Linked DNA regions of Triticum aestivum: region 1 is linked to region 2. The links are chromatin contacts, called in public Hi-C maps. All regions are on one chromosome and are shown on one strand. Each heading gives the region's core, a stretch centred on a gene start, on an enhancer-like site or on the middle of the called end of the contact. The rest is flanking DNA. Distances are from core to core; before and after follow the strand shown.

The links. Hi-C and Micro-C count contacts between places; a contact is called where the count stands out from the background.
Region 1: a Hi-C map of leaf shows a contact between it and region 2, with 7 times the contacts expected there. The contact joins the enhancer-like site here to the promoter of LOC123063345 in region 2. A contact is called at or near these places in 2 of 5 Hi-C or Micro-C datasets (both in leaf).

The regions. Positions count from the first base shown.
Region 1 is chr1A:531,263,549-531,267,523 of IWGSC CS RefSeq v2.1, forward strand. No RefSeq gene overlaps it. Among protein-coding and RNA genes, the nearest start is that of LOC123063371, 65 kb to the right of the region's middle. Within about 2 kb of position 1,618, at least 4 of the 8 cell types and tissues checked have an H3K27ac peak or open chromatin away from gene starts, as enhancers often do. A contact at or near this core is called in leaf, where this site is marked.
Region 2 is chr1A:530,919,110-530,922,823 of IWGSC CS RefSeq v2.1, forward strand. It overlaps LOC123063345 (alpha,alpha-trehalose-phosphate synthase [UDP-forming] 1), which reads right to left and starts at 1,548. Exons shown (of 18, transcript XM_044487108.1): 1 at 1,297-1,548; 2 at 1-512. The coding sequence starts at 475.

The DNA of each region.
Region 1 (3,975 bases), core at 368-2,867, 340 kb after region 2:
TTGCTTTGTCTCTTTTAATGTGGTGGAAACAATTAGCAAGTATTGAGAGGCCTATAATAAGTCACAAAAATATATGGAAAATAATTCCTGATAAACTTGTCAATGCAATTTTGGCAAAAAAAAAAAGGGTACGTATGACCGCATGAGAGCTTGGGGATACACTACGAGTTATGCAACCTTCTGGCTACCGAGAAAGAAAGAAAAATGTCGGCTCGGGATTTTTCCTGTCATATTTGACATGGACATGCTAGCTGCTCGCATCCATTCTTTGCATGTACATGGATCTTTCTTATCTTTGAAACAGTAGTTCGGCACTGAAAAGATACTCTTCTCGCTAAGTTTCGAAAATGAGATTGTTCTTTTACGAAAGCAATCTCATGGGATGTTGTGTACTCATATACCTACATGCCATGTCGAGACCCACTAGATTATTAGCATATCGTTAAGTAAAGTGTAGTATGTATGTGACAACTTCCAGGGCATTTGCATGCACAGAGCTTCCACCATGCCATCATTTTCTCGTACTGCTATTCTCCCGGGCGGGGCGGGGCCGGGGCTGACATCACGACGCGCCGCGGCTGGAAACGGAAAGCAGACCGGGCAGCGGCATGCATGCATGTGCCCCTGCGATCCACGGAGGAACCGAACCAAATCCTCATCGGGAATCGCGCCCTGGCCGGGCGCGCGACACCGCCACCTTTTATCCGATCTCGCCCAGATCTCGCCGCGCGCGGTGTCAGTCAGTGTGGTAGAGTACGTCCTGGTGCTAGTGCTAGTTGGAGGTGGCAGTACTACCATGCGTATGCATCATGTTGCAACTTGCTGGCGGTTTTATGCCCGGGGTGAGTGAGATCACGATCGAATCCGCGGCCCTTTTCCTGGCATCGATCCGTCGTCCCGAGCAACTTGCAAAAGCTTGATGTGTTGCAGTGCTAGACAGTACCAAGTACCTTGCGTAGCTCCTCCCCTTTTCTTCGTTTTATGAGAATAATAATCAATCCGTTTTTCAAACGGAAAAACGAGCTAGCTAGCTTCGAACCTGCATTCACCGGCAGTACAGTTTTCTACAGAGTACTCGTCGCTGTGAGAATGACACGCAAGGTCTGCACTACGTGCGTTTACATATATAGAACCGTCACATAGTACTACGTCGAATCTCCGGCCCTTTTCGACCGTGGCATCGATCCATCGCCCGCCCAACTTGCAAAAGGTTGATGTGTTGCAGTGCAGCGCTAGATAGATAGTATAGTAGGAGTAGGAGCAGTACCAATTACCTTCCGTAACCCCTCCCCTTTTCATCCTTTCGGTTTCGGGAGCATAATATTCGGACAAGCATAGCATGCAGCAGTACAATTTTCTACTCCCTCCGTTCCGAATTATTCATCGTAGAAATGGATGTTTCTAAATGTATTTTAGTTTTAGATACATCCATTTCTGCGACAAATAATTTGGAACGGAGGGAGTACAAGGCAGCACGTACGTGCGTACGCTACCAGATCCTACGGAAAAGTATACATATAGATTTTGAAATACTTCTACTACTACACCTGTGGACTGTGGTGCATGGGCTACAGCTAGCTAGCGCGTGTGGTGGTGCGTAGCCTGGCCCTGGCCCTGGCCGTGCATGCAAGTGGCAGGGCGCGTGCGTATCACGCCCCGCCACGTGGCGAGAATGTGCCCGGCGGCAGATACGTCGAGATCACTCGCTCCTCCGGCCAGGCCACGGCCCACGATCGATGATGGACGTGCTTTTATCGGAGAGATGGACTCATGGACATGGACGTGCCGGATATGGGGAGATCGCCGGTCGAATGCCCTGTCGGGAATACCAGAGGGACAAAAATCACCCGTGTGCGTGGAAGCAAGTGGACTTCATCTGGTGCAGAAGCATCAACCAAGCGACGTTTTTCCCCAACTGAAGCAGGGCGCCCCTATGGCAGATCCTATTTGACGCTTCAGGCGCGCGTTACTGTGCATTTTGCAAATGGCGCCTGAAGCCCTCTAAGCTGGGCCAGCCCGTTTAGCTATTTTTATTTCCTTTTTTGCTACATAAATCTCAGTAACATTTTTCGAAATTGGTGAGACTTTTACAGAATTGATTAACTTTTTTCACAATCAATAAACTTTTTTAAAATTTGATGATTGTTATAGAAAGTTCTGCGAAATCGATGATTTTTATTTCAAAATCGATCATTTTTTTCAATTCAATGATCTTTTGTAAAACAAATGATGAAGTTTTTAAAATTTGATGAACTTTTTCAAATTTGGTGAACTCAATTTCGATGAATGTTTCTTCAAAATCGATAAACTTTTTTCAACATTGTTGAACCTTTTTCAAAATTGATGAACTTTTTTTTCAATTCAATGATCTTTCGCAAAAAACAAATTGAACTGTTTTTTTTTCAAAAATTGGTGAACTTTTTTTCAAAATCGATAAACTTTTTTCAACATTGTTGAACCTTTTTCAAAATTGATGAACATTTTTTTCAATTCAATGATCTTTCGCAAAAAACAAATTGAACTGTTTTTTTCAAAAATTGGTGAACTTTTTTCCAATATCGATAAACTTTTTTCAACATTGTTGAACCTTTACAAAATTGATGAAGCTATTTTCAGTTCAATGATCTTTTGTAAAAATGATGATTTTTTCCAAATTCAATTAAAAAATTCAAATTTGATGAACTTTTTTCACATTCAATTAACTCAAGTTCATGAACTTTTGTTTTCAAAATTCGTGAGGTTTTTTTTTCGTTTTTGAGATTTTTTCCCCTGGTTTTTTTGTCAAATGTTAATGTATAGATGGGTCGGTCCACCGTCGCTGGCACATGGGCGCCATGGAGCTTCCCTGGCGCCTGAAGCGCCAAATAGGAGCTCCCGCCTATTGGGACAAGGATGAGGAGCACACGAGTGCGCAGCTCGTTGAAATCATTACGAGTCACTTTTTGGTTCGGAATCCTTTGCACAGTTACTTGAGTGATTTTCACATTCATGATACATCGGTCGTATGTATATATGTACAGTCCCAACCTGTCCATACATATCTACGGAGTAATACGAATTGCAATGGAGACATGACATTGATGGGTAGGACGTGGCAAATAAAGTCTCACAGACAGAAGCAAAAAATTCCACAAAGCATTGAATGACCTTACCGTTGGTGTGCATGTCCATCGTGTAAATAATGGATTAACCTATAAAAGCACGGTGGTAACAGTGAAAACTGACTATAATAGAACCGATTCTTCCACGGTGCATTGAATATGTTACATGTTTGTGTGTTGTATGCATGTCTGATGTGTAAAGAAATTGGATAAATCAGTAGAAACTGTTAAGCTAAATATTTGTTTCATTGGCCTAAATGATAATAATCTCTACTATCTAAAAGAACCGTAAGGTTCCGTTTCCCCCCTTACGTCGTCGAACCTTCTCCCCTTCGTCCGCCTCTCCCTGCTCCCGATTTGATTTTTTCAGCTTCCCATCTTTTTTTCTAAAAAACATTAATTAGGCTTTAATTTCTCTCCATAATCTCCTCCGTAATTTGCGCCTCGTCCCGTACCATCGACTCGCCCACGCAACCTCTCAACTCATCTGACTTGCCTCTCCTCCGCCATGCCGCCTCCCCACGCCGGCTGCCTCCCCCTGCAGGGCCGATCCCTGGCGGCCTTCCTCTGATATGTCGCCTCCCCAACGGCGACCGCCAACGGCCTACGCTGCGGCTCGGGCGCCTCCCACCATGCCCCTCCTCTCCAATCACAGGTGCCATCCCGCGATCGAAAGTTTCCCCCGCCGTCGGCTCCGGACGAAGCCGCCGCCATGGGTGGGGATCTCCTTCTATATGATCCTGCTATCTCGACAGTTTGGATCCACTCATGGATTTTTACATGCCCGTCTTTCATGGATTCGTGGTCGCAGGCACGAGCTGTGCAAGACGAACCAATTGAACATGACGAAGTTTCTGTAGCGGCTGGTTCGTGC
Region 2 (3,714 bases), core at 298-2,797:
CGGCGCTGATCTCCAGGGACCACTGATCCTCGCCGCGGCGATTGGCGGAGACGGGGAGGCGGTTGGCCACGACGAGGAGGCGCTGCTTCATGCCGCGCAGGCCGAGGCGGCGGAACCCGCTGCGGGGGCCGGAGAGCGGCGGCCGCGCGGCGTGGCCCCCCGACCCGCCGCCACCGGTGTCGTCCATGTTGGCGTGCGCGCCCTCGGGGCGCGACTGGGCGCCGCAGTCGGCAAGGGAGGCCGCGGCGGGCTCGGCGACGTCCGTGTCCATGGCGTCGGGGGACGCGGCCGTGGGCAGGTGGTGGCGCCGGCCGTTGCCCCGGAGCACGCGGTCGATGTCGCTCGGCGAGGCGCCGCCGTCGTTGGAGAAGGGCGAGGAGTCGGGGGCGTTGGAGGACGGGGTCGGCATGGCTTCGTCGCCCAGCCTGCTTCTTCTTCGGCTGATGATGTTGCTGCCCGCGGCGTCAGCGCTCATGGACCGCCGCGACGACTCCCCCGCCGGCTGATTCGGCCTGCAGCATTAGGCGGACGCACGCGGTGAGCGACGGCGGCGCGACAAGGCGGACAAACGAGACGGCCCATCATCACTCATGGGCGGCGGCCGGCGGCCGGCGGCGAGCGACGAACAGCGAACGGCGACGGCTCTGCCTCCCGCCCGCCCGCGAGCGCGCGCGCGTCCCGAGGAGGAGGCGCGGCCGGCCTTAATTGCGCTGCTTTCCTCTCGTGTTGCGTTGTGTGACTCCGTGCGCAGCGGCTCGCTCGCCACGGACCCTGCTAAAACGGCGCGCGGTGGGGCCCGTGCGTCAGTGGGATAGCCGCCAGCCAGGAGCACGGGCCTAGTCAAGCGCGCCGGGCCGCAGAAAATCCTCTTTTATTACGCCCACCGTTCGTCATACACACACACACACACACAATTCCTCCCCCTTTTTTTGTTTTCAAAAAGCTTCAAACGCAAATACAGTACCGTAATCACGTTCCGTTCTACTTTTCCCTAAAAAAAACTCTACTCTACTACTAACAGGAAAAATAAACTTAACAACAACAAAAAAGATCTACACAACGGAAATCGAATGCGATTACAAGACCCGGAGAAGGCCGGATCGTGATCGTGATCGCGTTCACGGCCCATACGGCCCCCGGCATCGGAACTACCAATCCAATCTACTAGTCCCCGATGAGATCGGCGGGAGCCACCCTGCGCGCCGGCCGGGATCCATCCAAGCGAGGCGGCGCCGCCGCACGGGCGAACGAAAGGAGAGAAGAAAAGGGACGACGTGGTACAGATCAACATCTCACCCTATGTCAAGGTCTCGCCGCGCGTGCGCTCCCGGATCGGTCGCCTTCGCCGCCTCGCGCTGCTCTGCAATGGGATGAGACTCCGACTCCGGCCGGCTGGTTATAACAAGAGCGAGATGAGCCCGGGGGATGGGAGGGGACTGCAACAGACTAGCAGAAGAGAATACACTAGGGGGTGAGAGGGGGAGGGAGAGGGGGGTGCAGCAGGGCCGCCACGCCTGGAACTCGCACTCTTGTTTGAGAGCACGGGCGATATGCAGGTCGGGGTGGGGGCGATTGGCACCTTTTTATAGGATCGCTGGGCCTGGGATCCAGCTAGCGGCAGCACCTCCTGCCCCGCGGACCGTATTTATATACTCCCTCCTTCCATCTATACAGGACCTAATGCGTTTTTCAAGATTGTCTTTGACTATTGATAAAATTAATAGTACATGACATGCATAATATAAAAATTATATCATTGAAAGCTCCTTTCACATACGAATTTGATGATGTGCTTTGTGTAAGTTGCATGTCATATATTATTGCTTTAACATTTGATCAAAGTTAGCCTCGAAAAACGTATTAGGCTCTATATAGATGGAAGGAGGGAGTATAAAGAAAAAGGAACCAGCTACGCGTAGTATTTGTGGAATTGTCCCTCGTGCCCCGCGGGGCTGCAACCCTCGGGCCTAGAGGTGTTTAGTGTAAATCACCGTGTATTCCTGACCCTGCTTTTAATTTGCTCTTGTAATGGAATGGAATACTAGTAGACTAAAAGAGAAAGGAAATACATGACAATGTACCTTTTTAAGGGAGACCATAAAAAGGTTCTATATAAGCTAGAGAAATATGTGACTGCTATACATGAAAACATACATATCAATTTTAAAATCATAGCTTATAGTTTAACGAAAAATAGAAGTAATAAATGTACTCGACCATAATTCTTCTCCGTTCATGAATATTCTTAGGAATCATTTTCTATTTTTAAAATTTTCATATTTTCCATATGTCTTAAGTTCTCTATCCAATAGTTTGTCTTCATATTCTTGTTTTCATGTTTTGTAGTAACTTTCTTCCTTATTCATTTATTTGCTATTCTTCCAGAAAATATTTTCTGAATGTGCTTTCACATGTGCAAAATCACCGTTGTGTCATCCGTCAAAGTACTTCAACGTCGGGGAGAATGGTATCACCTTGTGTGCGCTCACAACTACGTGTGCATGAGGCCTTGGAGAATGGGCGGTGGGCCAACGACGTGAGGCCGGACATGGATGCACCGACCGTCATGGAGTTCATGGTATTATGGCAGCGCGTTGGAAACATACAAATACAAGTTGGGATTCCGAATGTCACCAAGTGGGCTTGGGAGCCGGGTGGCGCTTACACTACTTGATCGGCGTACACAGTGTTGTTCATGGGAAGACAGCTTGCCCCCATGGCTGATTTCACGTGGAAGTCTATACCCCCCCCTCCTGTAGTGTCGGTTCTTTGTTGGGCTCACCATGAAGAACCGTTGTTGGACCTCCGATCGTTTGGCTAGACGTGGACTGCCGCATCAGGATACTTGCCCACTTTGCAACCAGGAGGATGAAACCATGAGTCATATCATGTTGCAATGCGTCTTCTCGAGAGCATTCTGGTTACATCTGTGCACAGCTCTGGACAAGCTGGACTGGACCCCCATGCAGAGAAGCACCCTCCCTGTTTGGATCTTGGGCAAGTGCATCCAAGGCATGCATGACAAGGATTTGCGAGCTTTGCTCACATTGGACTTTTGGGAGTTGTGGAAGCACCAGAACGGTATTTTTTTTATGGTGAGCCGCCATCTTTTGCAGCAGTTGATAGGCAGGGATCTTGTTGAGGGTAGAGCTTGGAGGACGGCGGGATTGTTGAGAGCACCGGGTTTAGATCTCCTCTTCTAGCGGATTCAAATGTGGGTGTCGAATGAGACGTAGATTTGGTTGTTAGAGTGGAGTGGACGGGTGTGTTGTAACACCCTCGGCGGAGATATGCATGCTATGCGTATTCGAGAAAAAAGAAACGTCGGGGAGAAAGGGAACAAAGATATCTAGTTTTAAGAGTTGGGGTTTATGTTATTCATATTCAAATTCTTGGACCAAAGTTGGACTCAAGGAATAGTTGAGGGGTGAAATGGATGAATTCCTAATACGTTTAGAGAAAAGGCCATGAAACCCTACTTCTATAAGAAGCACGGGGGATCTAGCTAGGACTAACTAGCCGGTACAATACAAAACCCAACATCATACATGTCGTCTGTTGATAGCAGAAACCACTCAAAAGATATGAACAAGCCCGGCACATGCACAAGCCAGCTAAAAAGCATAAAGAAATCGGAATTAGCCAATGCCTTGACGCATGCCACAGATGAACTACAACTCCCATTATTCTTACACATGCATCTTCTCATTGGTT